Linked DNA regions of Sus scrofa: region 1 is linked to region 2. A link is a contact called in public HiChIP or PLAC-seq data. All regions are on one chromosome and are shown on one strand. The core of a region is the stretch at or near the end of the contact, and the rest is flanking DNA. Distances in the headings are between cores, read along the strand shown.

Evidence for each region. HiChIP or PLAC-seq counts read pairs in DNA pulled down with a chosen protein or histone mark.
Region 1: an H3K27ac HiChIP or PLAC-seq map of alveolar macrophages shows a contact between it and region 2. The contact joins the promoter of PAFAH1B2 here to the promoter of APOC3 in region 2. A contact is called at or near these places in 1 of 5 promoter capture datasets (fetal liver) and 1 of 2 datasets of contacts at active chromatin or transcription factors (alveolar macrophages).

Annotation. Positions count from the first base shown.
Region 1 is chr9:44,509,380-44,516,454 of Sscrofa11.1, forward strand. PAFAH1B2 (platelet-activating factor acetylhydrolase IB subunit beta) reads left to right here and starts at 3,735. Exons shown (of 6, transcript XM_021062879.1): 1 at 3,735-4,209.
Region 2 is chr9:44,209,760-44,217,097 of Sscrofa11.1, forward strand. It overlaps APOC3 (apolipoprotein C3), which reads left to right and starts at 2,143. Exons shown (of 3, transcript NM_001002801.1): 1 at 2,143-2,197; 2 at 2,353-2,476; 3 at 3,500-3,611. The coding sequence starts at 2,143. The coding sequence ends at 3,611. It overlaps APOA1 (apolipoprotein A1), which reads right to left. Exons shown (of 4, transcript NM_214398.1): 4 at 6,722-7,338. The coding sequence ends at 6,774.

The DNA.
Region 1 (7,075 bases), core at 2,485-4,984, 300 kb after region 2:
CAATGCTACGTACTGTCAAGGATGCAGAGCAACTGGACCTCTCACACTCCGCTGGTGGGGGTGTAAAATGATAAGCCACTTTGAAAAACAGATGTGCAGTTTATTATAACGCTAAACACAGTTGTCATGTGACACAGCATTTCCATGCCCAGATCCAAGAGACCCCAAAGAAAGGAAAACACATCTACACAAAGATTTCTACATGAAATTTCATCTTAATTTTATTCATAATAAGCAAAACCAGAAAAAAAACAAGTATCTACTAACTGTTGCTTGGATAAACAAATTGTAGAATATCCATCAACAGAATACTTGGCAGGAGTTCCCGTCGTGGCGCAGTGGAAACGAATCAGACTAGGAACCATGAGGTTGCAGGCTTGATCCCTGGCCTCGCTTAGTGGGTTAAGAATCCAGCGTTGCCATGAGCTGTGGTGTAGGTTGCAGATGTGGTTCAGATCCCCTGTTGCTATGGCTGTGGTACCTCTGAATGGACCCCTAGCCTAGGAACCTTCATATGCCATGGGTGTGGCCCTAAAAAGCAAAAAAAAAAGGCTCAAGAGCCAATCTAAATAAGATCATTTTGGGACAACCTGGTTATCGATAAGCATAATAATTGCAGTGAATAAAACACATCAAATGTGCTTCAATCCGTGAGTTTGTAAAGCTATTAAACCGCATACACACACATTAAAAGAAAAAATAGAAGAATGTGACAAACAAATTTCAGTTGTGAAGAAAAAAAATATTGTTACAATATGTTCTTTACATTATTTCTAACAATGTCTTGGCCTGACCCTAAAGATCTTAAAATTGAGAAATAAAACATTTATTAACCATATGGCTACTGACTGAAAGAAACTGAGGCAAATGAAAATGTGTTAATTTGGAGTTCCCATCGTGGCTCAGTGACTAACAAAATCCGACTAGCATCCATGAGGATGCAGGTTCAATCCTTGGCCTTGCTCAGTGGGTTAAGGATCTGGTGTTGCTGTGAGCTGTGGTATAGGCCACAGATGTGGCTTGGATCCCGAGTTGCTGTGGCTGTGGTGTAGGCTGGCGGCTACAGCTCCGATTGACTCCTAGCCTGGGAACCTCCATATGCCGAGGGTGCAGCCCTAAAAGACAAAAAGACAAAAAGACAAGAAGACAAAAAAAAAAAAAAAAAAAAAGGGTTAATTTGTAAGGATGGGAGTTGAAACATTTCTTAACGTTGTTTTAACAATAAATAAAACTTTGAAACTCTTTCTGAAAATCATCCGACCTCGAGTTCTACCCACAGAAATTCCCTGAATTCACACTGCGTATATATTTTCAGTCCACATAGCTTCTCTTCCCTCATTTCATGTCTGAAATGCCAAGGCCCCAGAAATCTCCCAGTTTAATTACTGTACGTGATGAAATGCCAAGAAGTCTCCAAAATTTCAGGCCACTTGGGTAGTATTTTGACATATCTCATTCTCAAACTCTAAGGTTCCCTTTTTTTTTTTTTTTTTTTTTAAGGGCCACACCCATGGCATACGGAGATTCCCAGGCTATGGGTCCAATGGAAGCTATAGCTGCTGGCCTGCACCAGAGCCACAGCATCTCGGAATCTGAGCCTTGTCTGCGACCTACACCACAGCTCACGGCAACACCAGATCCTTAACCCACTGAGCAAGACCAGGGATTGAACCTGCAACCTCATGGTTCTTAGTCGGATTCGTTAACCACTGAGCCACGAAGGGAACTCCTTAGGTTCACATTTGATCGTGTTTACACTACTCCAATCTGTCCAACAGACATTTTGTCAGGGTTTCTATATTTTCTCCCTTTGGGTTGGCATTCAGTCATGAGAGAAACCAGACTAAAGAATCTGGATGGAGTCATTAAGCCCATCATCATTAATGGAAAAACAACTTGACAGGCAAACTCTTCTGACAGCTTTCAGGAAATTTTTCTCATAGTCAGAAAACAGTTATTTTTACCTATCTCCAGCTGGGACTGCATGGAAAACACAAACTCTGAAAGGGGCCCAGGGGAAGGGGAGGTTGTGGATGGGAAGTGAGGAGGAGTAAGATAGCGTTGTGGGCCCCAGAACTATGTTCTTGTAGGGGAACTGACAGAACAGTGGAGGCCTGGAGTTAAAAGAAACTTAGCAATGACTGAGCCTACCCTTTTCGTCTTACAGACTAAGAAACAAAGGGTCAAAGAAGTAAAATGAGCAGTAGCCCCTCAGACAAGAACACAGGGCACCCTGGAGCCGAGTTTAGGGTCCTTTCCAATTTACCACTTGCATTTTTTTTTTTTTTTTTTTTTTTACAGCTGCACCTGTGGCACATGGAAGTTCCCATGCTAGGGATGGAATCCGAGCTGCAGCTGAGGCCTATGCCATGGCCACGGCAACACAGGATCTAAGCCAAATCTGTGACCTAGCCACAGCTTGTGGCAATGTCAGATCCTTAACCACTGAGCAAGACCAGGGATGGAACAAAGTCAGGTCCTTAACCCAAGGAACCACGATGGGAACTCCTACTACTTGCATTTTTTTTAAAATGAATTATTTAGAAAGCTAAAAGAGACGTAGTAGGAGACAACCCCTTATCAAATTTCAGGGTTCGGTGCCATTGAGATTTTGCCGAAACACTAAAAACTGCCTGAGTCATAGAGGTATTCAAATATTTGCAGAGGCTAGTTTAACCAGCTCTAGTGTTTCCTGGGCACATTTTCTTTCTGTTTCTTGGTTAAAAAGTTGAAAACAAGAAAGTAAAAGATAGTCCAAGGGATCAACAGAGGCATAAATTCATTCATTCCTTATTGAGAAGTATTTAATGCGTGGCTACTATGCATCAGGCACCATGCCTGGTGACGAGAATCCACAGAATAAGGTCTCTGCTCCCTCAGAGCTTATAGGATATCAGAGAAGACAGTGTAGTAAAGTTGTAATTACATTAAAATGTGTTGAGTGCTAAAACTAAGTTCAGGATTCTATGGATTTATCACTGGAGAATTCAAACTGTCTCTTTTGTTATCGATATAATTCTAGGCTGCTTTTTACACCATCATTTGAGTTCCCCAAACACAAATTCTTCTCAATAAAACATTTAAAGCAACATTTACCTACTGGTGTGTCACTTATCAAATGAACATCTGCAAGAGAATTCCGAGGTAAACTAGCGTTTTATAGAACAAATTATTCTGGATTATATATATGCCTGATAAATTTAGTACCATTTGACAGTACAAAGGATCTGAAAAATAATTTGATATATCTTGAAACTTCAGGCTTCCAGGTTTTCACGGTAATTCTCAACGGATTTTGTCTGCAAAACCAAACCCGCTGATTATTTTCAGAGCTTTGGAAGGCTCTTCCATTCCCCCACATGGGTCTGAATGAATCCTTAAAGGGCCAGCTCAGGGCGCTGCTCCACCAAATATTTTGCTAACCACAGCCTGCGTACATCTTTTGCCCCTTCTCTCTATTGTTAGATCCCGTATTTATACAGCATTTAGCATATCATCTTTTCAATATTGACTGTGTGTATATAAATATGTATTTCCCCCGAAATTGGATGGCTCTCTAAAGAAAACACTGTGACTCTCCATCCCCAATAGTATCACCGTAAGAGACGATCTCCCAAAATCCATACATGCATCATAGAAACAGAAGTTCCACCCATAAATGCAAAGGACTGCCTCATTAATCTTGGGACCCTATTTCCCTCCCCCGGCAGCAATCTGGTTTATTCCATGGGGTGGAGAAGGAAGCCAGGTTGGCGGGGTGGGAAGGGAATGGCGTCAGGGTGAGGTCACGCCACATTGTCCCGAAAGACATCTCCACATCGCGGTGACATGAACGCGGGATTGAGGCATACAGCCGGAAGAAAAAATTTAAAGGCAATTTGCGCAGGCTACATGCAAAACGAGGGCAGGATCGAGAACAAAGCGGGGAACCTCGCGGGGCCGTAGGCGGACACCTGGGCGCCCGAAGCGGGCACCCGCCGAGAGGGAAAGTGGGGAACCGGGAGCCAAGCCGAGGCCGGGGAGGATGGGGCGGGACTTCCGGAAGCCATTTGCCTGAGTGGCAGGGAAACCGGAAGTGGGGGTGCTGCTGCGGGTGCTGGGGCCCGAGGAGGGACGCGCCGGATTGGGGCCGCCGGGGCTAAGCGAGCGACAGACGCGCCACCCGCCGACGCCGCAGCCGCTTGGGGCCCGCACGGACCCTCTGCCTGAGTGAGTGCATCCCAGGGCGCGGGGATACGGTGGCTTAGAGGTGGGGGTTGGAAGGGGCTGCGATTTGTTATTGTGAGAGGCCCGCGACCTCCCCTCCCCCACCCCGAGGGGACCCCTCCCCCCCCGGCGCCACCCCCTCCCCCCGACCCTGGGGTAGGGCTCGCGCGCGCCTTCTCGACTGGCCTGGTGTCGGTTTCCCGGCCGCCGGCGCTACCTCCACCCCTCGAGGCCGCTTGCCGCCCCCTCGGAGCCTTTCCCCAGCGCCCCACCCCCAAACCTGCCGCCCGCACGGCCGCCCCGCCTCCCAGCCTCTCTGCCTCCTGGTTTCTTCCCGCGGTGGAGCACCGTGGCGGGGCGCGCCGCCCCGCCTGGCTCTGCCCGCCCCCCCGGAGTAGGCCGCCCTGCATCCCTTGCGCCCCTGGCGCGATGCTCGCTGCTGCCAGCCCCATTTCTGCCTCAGGTCTCGGCTGCTGCCTGCCCCTCCGTCCCTGAGGTTGAACCTCTGACCCTTCCTCAGACCCTTCTTCTGTTTGAGAGACTGTTAGCGAGGGCCAGTCGGGTTACCCTGTTGTCTTTTGACAGAGCGCTTTTTCCCACCCCTTTTGTTGAAATGTGCAACTCTCCAGAAACTTCACCGTTTCTTCTTCTAATATGTTCAAAAATCCGTGGGCTGTCACAACTCATTTCATAGAGGGCTGCCCCGTCCAGCACCTCGTTTTAGAGACGAGGCCCGCCTGGCCGCTGATTTGCCCAAGGTCAACCCACTAGTTAAACCTGCCAGTGAACAAGTTTTCTTAGGTGTTTTTTACCTGGTCCCTGTCCATTTGGCAGTTCAGGACCTTCTGACCTACAGGTTTGTGATGTACCGTTGCACGGTGACTCATTATTCTGCTTTCTGTAGCTCCCAGGCCAGCGTTGCTTTTCGTAATTTATATGCAAACCTTAAGAAAACCAAACACATGGAGCTTTGGCCTCTTTAGAGCTTACCCACGGAGAAGGAGAAGACTGCCTGGACCCCATCCCCACGCCCTCGCCCAGGGCCTCATTTTGTACAGCTTTAAAGGGGGTGGGGGAGAGGTAAAGGTGTAGAGAGAAGATTGTACCCCGAGATCATTTGAATATGCCTTTGCCTTAGATATGCCTTGTGTCTTTAGATTGTTCTCTTGGGCACATTGTTCTGATAGAAAGGTTGCCTCCTTGTGGGGGAGCAGGAGAGGAGGAAATTATTGTGCTTTAATGTATTGGCTTGGGCATTTGATAATAAATTATGGATGTGCTGGAACCCAGGGACCCATCCACCAGCCCACTGAGGCAGGGTATTCCGGACGAGGGCTGCGTTTGCTTTCAGAATAACCCTTCCACCTCCTGAAGCAACGTAAGAGTCTTAGGTCAGAGTGGAAACGTTCTGAATCTTTTAATTCTTAGTGAACTTCCCCCTCCATCCTTTCCCTCGTTAAACTGAAGAAACATCCAGCTCAGCTTGAGGATTTTATAATTCTTTGTTGTTATCGAGGATTTTTGATAAGACACACTACATACACCACACTGGTTGGTATAAGCATCTGAAAATTTTGGTCTTCTGTGGTCATAGTTCTAGTTAAGTTAGAAAAGACAGAAAATGCAGGAAAATTGGGAAATGCTGTGCAAGTTGCTTGCTCCTCATCTTCCCAGAAAATTCATTTAAATGGACAGTTAAAGCTTCCTTGAATAGCATCTCTTCTGTTAAATTAATTTTGGGGACCCTTATCTCCTTTCTGCTGGGCTTTTCTAACTGAACCTGCTGTTTGTGACCTCGAAGTTAATGACTTGCGGGGGGGTGGGGGGTTTACTCTGAATCAGTAAAGTGAGATGGGCATCAAATCCCTCCCTGTTGCTACTTTTTCTGTTGTCACGAATTACAATTTGAACATTCTGAATACGTGTGTGTGACAATATTGCTTTTTACCTGAGGCAGGAAACCCCCAAGATTTTTGTGACCTACCACAGGCTGTTCTCTGGATGCCTCCTGATTCATTCTTTTTTTTTTTTTTTTTTTTTTTTTTTTTTTTTTTTTGGTAAAAAGTACAACCAACACTGTAAACCAGCTATAATGGGAAAAAAAAATCATTAAAAAAAAAAAGTACAACCACTTATTTTATCTACCTCCCAAATTATTTGAATCCCCTAAATGCACGGTTCCCACCTTGGTTGTTAAAGAATAAATTGCTTTGGGGGGTGGGGGGATGTGTCTGCGCTGTGGGATGGAAATCCTGTGAAATCAAATTGTTATGACCATTATACAGCTACAGATGTGATAAATTCATTTGATAGTAAAAAAAGAAAGAAAGAATAAATTGCTTGGGCTTGCCCCTCAATTTTTCTTTACTCGATTTTTAAAAATGTTACCAAGCCATAGGCATAGGTTAGAACTGAAAGCCACTTTGTATTGTAAGATTTTGATTTGGTAAAATAACACAAAATCCAAGTGTCCGAAGGCACAGAGAAACAAATTTTTGCTCAGATACTTTGCACTTAGGAGGAAGGAGGATGACCTTGTATTCTAGTTAATGAAGAAAAAAAAAAAAGACAATCTAATTGGGAATATTGAACAAAATTCTGTCAGATTTACCTGCCTGGTAACTTCAGATAAGTGAAATTTTGTTCTTCAGTTTCCCTGTCCATATAGCTTTTTCATTGTGCTCATGAAATTTAGGACCAAGGTGAAAGTATTTTGCTCAGGGTATCAGAATGCCTTTAAACTTGGTTAATGGAATAGGAGATAGAAGTTAATTGACTTAGTGAATTAGAATTTATCATTGTCTCATATAGTCATTTCTATATAGAGCCTAATGCCCTTTGTTCAAGAGTAGTAGGTTTTGGAGGGTAC
Region 2 (7,338 bases), core at 893-3,392:
GAGCCCCTTCCATGGACAAGCTGCTTTGTACATATCGCATCTGCATTTCACCATGATTCAGCATGTGGGTATTCTGTTCCCATTTTACAGAGGAGAATATTGAGACACTCAGCTGTTAGATCTCTGGCGCTGGGTCATTGGAGTAAATGCCAAAGGTATCATTTCAGTGTAAAATTTGGAGTTCCCTTCGTGGCTCAGTGGTTAACAAAACCGACTAGAATCCACAAGGATGCAAGTTCAATCCTTGACCTTACTCAGTGGGTTAAGGATCCGGCGTTGCCGTGAGCTGTGGTGTAGGTCACAGACATGGCTTTAATCTTGCGTTGCTGTGATTGTGGCATAGGCCGGCAGCTACAGCTCCGATTGGACCCCTAGCCTGGGAATCTCCATATGACTCAGGTGCAGCCCTAAAAAGCAAAAATAAACAAACAAACAAAGAGACGAACATAAAATTTCCTGGTTCTGAAGTCTTAGCATCCAGAAGAAAAAGCCATCCAGGCTACAGCTCCCAATGTGGACCCAGGGGACACCACACCCTGAGAAGGGCCAAGGCCTCTCCTGGACAGCCGACTGCCCCATAGAGCTCATGGGCCCCCTCTCCTCACTGGAATGGCCTCAGCAACAGCCCTGGTTCCTTCCAGTAGCCTCCCCAGCCAGGGGACTGTGTCGGCAGCTATTTCCGAGCTGAGGCCCGAGGGGAGAGGCACTCAGCCCTGGGAATCGATCCTGGTTGCCCCAGTTTGGGGAGGGCCTCGGCCCTGCGTCCGGATCCTGTCCAGGGGAGTGTTATCAGTGAGTCCAGAGGGCAAGGTGAGGAGGAGGGGGGCGGAAGGACAAAGGCCTGGGACTCAGAGCGGCCTTTGACCTGCTCCCACCACCTCCTGCTTTGGGATCAGCTCAGAGAGTTATTTGGGTGAGCTGCACCCAGAGATGGAGATGCTGGGGAGGGGGCCGTGTGCGCCTGCCGTGGCACCCCTCTCCCACAAGCCTCTGCCCCTAGATCATCTGCGACTTCGCCCTAGACACCTCATCCCAAGCCACTGTGTTGTTCCCAAGTCCAAAGAAGCCAATCACGCTCTCACCCCTTCTTCTAGGCTGCTAACAGGGCTTGGGGTTGGGTGGGAAGGGCCTGGCACCCACGTGGGAAGGGCTGAGGTGGTCCCAGAAGCCCCTGGCTTGTCCCCCAATCCCTGGGGAGCCAGGCTGCCCAGAAGGAATGGGGTCTCTCCAGGCCCACCCACCCCCAAGCCCTGAGCCCGCTAGGCTGCAGCATTGACAGGAGAGCAGCATGGGCACCTGCAGCTTTCTAGAGATTTCCCAACACCCAGCAGACCTGGCTGCCTCTGGTTACCCTGCCTCAGGCCTTGACCTAGATTGATCAGCAGGTGACCTTTGCCCAGCTCACTGGGCCCTCACTGCCTGCTGCCCTGGGGACAATATAAAGCAGGTCAGAACCTGCTTGTCTGTCTACTCAGTTCATCCCAAGAAGCAGCTGCTCCAGGTAACGGCCCCTGGGAGTAGGGGGGGAGGCGAGGGGGAGTAGGTTGGAGAGGGGCAGGCTGGGGTCGCTGCCCCGCCCAGCAGCGAAGCCTGGAGAAGGGCTTGCTAGAAGCAAGGAAGCCTCACCGCTTGGTGAGTGTTCCCTACAAAGGCATCTAGGGAAACGGAGGCCCGTGGGGAAGGTCACCTGCCCAAATCCGTAGAGCGCGGTAGCTGAGCTGGGGCTGGAACTGGCTCCGTTTCCTGTGCATTCTGCCTGTTTAGGACTGAAAGAAGCCGTAGACACCCCCGTCCCACCCCAGGCAGAAAAACTGAGGCCTAGAGGAGGCAGAAAGCCACCCAAGGTCACGTGGCATGTTAGTGGCAGAAACCCAGCCTGAAACCAGCCGTCTTGATTCCTGGTCTGGTGGGTTTTCTGCTCCATGCCACCCTTCGTCTCCGGCCTGGGTCCTTGCAAATCCCCCATCTGAAAGCCCTTCGCTTCACCCACATTAGTTCGGGAACAGGCCCTTTCTCTTCCTGGCCTGATCCAGCTCAGGTCCCACCTTAGGGGCCACTGGGCCTCCCCAGGGAGGGCCCAGAGGTGGTGGGGGGACTTGGGGCACCCCTCACAGGAGCCTTCCCCGCAGGAACAAAGGCGCCATGCAGCCCCGGGTCCTTCTTGTCGCTGGTCTCCTGGTGCTCCTGGCCTGTGCCCGTAAGCAGCTGGTGGGGTCAGGGCTGGGGGCGGCGAGGGGGCAGCTGTCTGTCTGCAGGACCCTTGGGAGGTGGCTTGGGGATGCCGGGCCCTGGCGGGTCCCCAGGGGTCCCCTAGAGGCTGATCTGCCCCACTCTGCCCCCTTGTCCTCACAGAGGCTATCGAGGCCGAGGACACCTCCCTTCTGGACAAAATGCAGGACTATGTGAAGCAGGCCACCAGGACTGCCCAGGACGCGCTAACCAGCGTGAAGGAGTCCGAGGTGGCCCAGCAGGCCAGGTAGGCCCTTCCTCCCCTGCCCTTGACTCGGGGGAGCCTGGGCGGCGGGCGGGGGCTCCCGCCTGCCCACCCAGGACCTGTGCCTCTCTGAGCCTCCGTTCTGTCTGTAAACAGGCTCCCTCACAGGGAGGGATGGCGGAGGGGGGCCTTTATCTCCTCTTCCCCCTCTGTCTCCCTCCTTTCTCCCTCTGCGCCCCGCCTGGCTCTGAGGACGGCCACTCAGCCCGCACTTCGTTTCCTTTTCTGATTGTCCGGCTGGAGCTCTGGCTTGGGGGACCCACAGGACCCAGTTTCAGCCGTGTCGGGGGGGTGGGGTGTGGGTGGGTGTGTGTGTCTGCGTCTGCGTCTACCTGTTCCAAGCCCTGGGCCCATGTGAGCAGATTCGGCCCTTCCCGTCCCACCCCTCGCCGCCAGCCTGCGAGCCCCCTCCTCTCCCCAAGCCCCGTCCCACCTCCACACCACCCGCCTTGGCCGGCGCTTCCATGGCAGAGGCATCCACAGCGGTTCTCAGTCCCCAGAAGCAGCTGTGCAACGAGGACTGGGTATTACTCCCCCCATTTTGCAGATGAGAAATCCAAGGCTCACGTAACCAAGTGACCTGCCCCAGCTCCTGCAGCTAATCCATCCTCTGATATCTTCCCCAAAAAGAGACTGCTTCTCTCTGCCTCACTCCCCTCGGAGCCACCAGGATGTACAACCCTAGGGGGCGTCCTGTACCTAGACTAGAATGACAGTCCTGCCCTTACACGTCTCCCCACCAATCACTCCTGTCCCGCTTGCCCCAGACCTGTGGTGGCACAAAGGTCTGCCTCCACCTGGAAAAACAACGGGTTACACTTGCTGGTGGTCCCATCACCACTTTTGGCCTCTCGTCCTGGGTGGCCGCTGTAGGGGGTTCCTGCCTGAGGCCTCCGGGTGTTGATGAGAGCGTAAGGGGAGAGGCAGTGGGGATATGATAGGCACTGCCCAGGGACCAGCTCTCACCCCACCCTTTGTGCTCCGCTCACTGATTTGACCCCCCAGGGGCTGGGTAACCGACAGTATCAGCTCTCTGAAGGACTACTGGAGCACGTTCAAGGGCAAGTTCACCGACTTCTGGGATTATACCCCCAAGCCCGAACCGTCTTCCTCCTGAGATCTTGATATCGCCATCTGTCTGCCCAGCCTTCCTGCCAACAGCCTGGGTCCTGCAGCCTCCCAGGACTGTCCCCAAAATTCCCTTGAAAGGGACAACAGCCTCGATGCCCTCCCATCCCACCCCAGACCTGGCCTTCCAATAAAGCTGGATGAGAAACTGCCATAAGTGGCGTGTCCCACATGTGTTATGTATGTTGGTGTGGGAACGGGCGGGCTCCGGGCTGACTCCAACTCAGAGAGGCCTGGGGCTGGTGCTTGAGCCAGCTCTCAGCAGCTGGCTGCAGTCTGGGCCCGAGTGACTTCATCTGCAAGGGGGAAATGACCCTATCTACCCTGCCAGCCTCAAGAGGTTTGCGTGGAGGAGCAAAGGGGCTAAGAGGTTTGGCAAGACTTTGATAAAACTGTCAAAGGCTGGGCAACAGGACTCGAGTGTGTGCCCCATGCCAGGCACCACACCTGGCATTTTTATCTCATCATCAAAATTGAGACTGTATGTGCACATCAAAATTCTGCAGCTGACTACCTGGGCCGCCCGAGGGAAGGAGGCTGATGCGGGAGTGCTTGAAGTAAGATACCACCGGGCTCTGGTCTTGGCTCCATCACTTCATATCAGCCTCAGTTCTTTGTCTGTAAAATGGGCCTAATAATACACACACCACCGTCAGTTTTTTGAGGATGAAGGAAATGAGTCCGTGCACAGCACCTGGCACATCAAAGGCACCTGGTAAACGGCTGCCATTGTCACTATAGGCTGAGCTGATTGTCCCTTAGGGTTCAGGATTGGAGGGGGAGGGCAGTGTCCTGGGAACTAAGAGGGAACCCAATGTCACCAACACAGGCTGCATTCCTTGTGTCCTCACCACGCAACAGATGTTCACATCAGAGAGTTCCAGAACCACAGACTACTTGAGCAGCCCCCCACCCTTCCAATGTGAAGACCAAGGCTCAGAAAGGTGAAGCCACTTGTTCAATGTCACTGAGTCAGCAATGGCAGAACTGGACCTCAAGCCCAGACAGCTGCCCATGTTCTGCTCAGCTGACAGGAAAAGCCTTTAGTTACTCCCATGCCGAGTGTCAGAGGGCCCCTTGATAGATCTTGGTGGCATCAGGACCTCCAGCCCCACTGAGAGACATCTGCTTTTCTCTGGAAATTGACCTGGGCTTCTCTTCGGGGCCCACTTGTCCAGAGATTCCTGCACCCTCACCTGGGAAATGTTCTCACCCAAACCTGGGCTTGACACCTAGTGTAGCTGAGGATGACGAGGAACTAAAAAGTCCACTCCTGGAGTTCCCGTCATGACTCCGACAAACCTGGCTGGTATCCATGAGGACGAAGATTTGATCCCTGGCCTCACTCAGTGGGTCAAGGATACGACGTTGCTGTGAGCTCTGGTGTAGGCCAGCAGCTATAGCTCTGATTGGACCCCTAGCCTGGGAACCTCCATATGCCGTGGGTGCAGCCCTAAAAAGACAAAAAAAAAAAAAAAAAAAAAAAAGAAGAAGAAGCCTGCTGCTTTATCCAAGTGCGGTCAAGTACACTGGATCTGTGGGAGCGGTAGATCCTCCAGCAGCAGAAGGGAAATGCTCTGAGCGGAGAGGGAGAGGGAGGCTCCATGGATGCACTGCCCAGAGCTTTGCAGATCTGTGAGGCCACACGCGTGCACACGGGGGTGAACATAGCTGAGCATGAAGAGGGCTGGCTGTGAACACTCAAGCCCATACGAACTTGACTGCCTAGCCACACACTTAAAAAAAAAAAATCATGGATGCCCAGGAGCAGATGGGTCTAAAATGGGCAACCAAGCCCATCCTGCTCTTCAGCCTTGGAAGTGACTTCATGTTTCCGAGCTCCGGCTTCCCCACTCATACCACTGAATGGTAGTCTACCTAGGATTTTGGGAAGGATGCAGTGAGATGATGGATATGAAACATCCTGGAAATAAAAATGTGCTAATTACTTGCCAGAGGAGGTGATTATTTTTCTGACTTAGGCCAGAGCTGGCAGACAGAGGGGCTGGCAGGGCTGGAGCCCTGAGGGTGGAACAGCTGGTGGGCACAGCTGGGCCTGAGGAAACAGTTTCCAGGCAGGGTAGGGTGTGAGGAGTGGCATGAGGCCCTTGTAAAAAAGGGAAAAGGAAGCATCAAAGCATTTTTTGAGCTACGAAAGGAGGAGTTCCCTGGTGGCTCAGGGAGTTAAGGATCCAGTGTCCTCACTGTGGTGGCTCTGGTTGCAGGCTCCATCCTTGGCCTGGGAACTTCCGCATGCTGCACGCTTGGCCATAAATAAATAAATAAATACATAAGGAGCAAGTGCCAAGACCTTCGTTTGAACTTGCCCGTCTTTCCCAGGGGCTCCTTGAGGTCTGTCCACCTCAGTTGTCCTAGAGCAGGAGGGCTGGGGGAGGCTCCTCTCCTCTGCCCCTGGAAAAAGCCCAGTAACAGGGAACCACTTTTCCCAGCAGAGCCAGTACTTTTTTTTTTTTTTTTTTTTGTCTTTTTAGGGCCGCACCCTCAGCATATGGAGGACCCAGGTCGAATCAGAGCTGCAGCCCCCGGCCTAAGCCATAGCCACAACAGATCCAGAGCCGAGTCTGCGATCTACACCACAGCTCACAGCAACGCCAGATCCTTCACCCACTGGGCAAGGCCAGGGAGCGAACCTGCGTCCTCATGGATGCCAGTCAGATTCGTTTGGCTGAGCCAACACGGGAACTCCAGCCAGTACTTCTCGTCTGAGGTTTTCCCGGCACTGGCACTGCATTATCTGTAACTTTGCCTGCTTCTCTATTATTTCCCTTCTGTTCTGGCCTCCTTAGGAGAGAGAGTTTACTGCCTCACCCCTGAGCCCCGGGGGCTAGCAGGTCCTCCACCATTAAAGCTCTGAGAGACTTGGCTTCAGAGCTGATGCCTCCACTGGATCATGGACCGGGAAGTTCCTGCCCCGGGCTGCGCCCGCGCCCCGGGCTACTTCGCCAAAGCACCCCCTCCCCACCCCAGTCTCCCCAAAGACAATTTTCTGGGTTTTGGAGAACTTTTTATTGTTTAAAAATCAACATCGAAGCTTCACAAAAAAATACAACCCATCACAAGCGTCCTGCTCCGGAACTGCTTATTCCAAGAAGCCGAACTGATGGCGAGGGGAGCGCGGGCGGAGGGCGTCTCACTGGGCGTTCAGCTTCTTGGAGGCCTCGTCGATGGCGGCCAGGATGCTGACCTTGAGGTTCTCCAGCACGGGCAGCAGGCCCTGGCGGAGGTCCTCCAGCGCCGGCTTGGCCTTCTCGCCCAGCGCTTTCAGCTGCTCCTGGGCCTTGGCCTGGTACTCGGCCAGGCTGCCGCCGCCCTCCTTGAGCGCCTCGAAGCGGGCGGCCATGCGCTGGCGCAGGTCGTCGCTGTAGGGCGCCAGCTGCTGGCGCAGCGCCTCCACGTGGGCGCGCAGGCGGTCGCGGAGCTCCTCGGCCAGCGGGCTCAGCTTCTCCTGCAGCTCCTGCACCTTCTGGCGCGCGCCCTCGCGGAACTCGGCGCCCAGCGGCGCCATCTTCTGGCGGTACGTCTCCATCTCCTCCTGCCACTTGTTCTGGAAGTCGTCCAGGTAGGGCTGCACCTTCTTCTTCACCTCCTCCAGGTCCTTGCTCATCTCCTGCCGCAGCGCCTCGGTCTCCTTTTCCAGGTTGTCCCAGAACTCCTGGGTCACTGGGCCCAGCTGCTCACGCACTTTGGTGAACGTG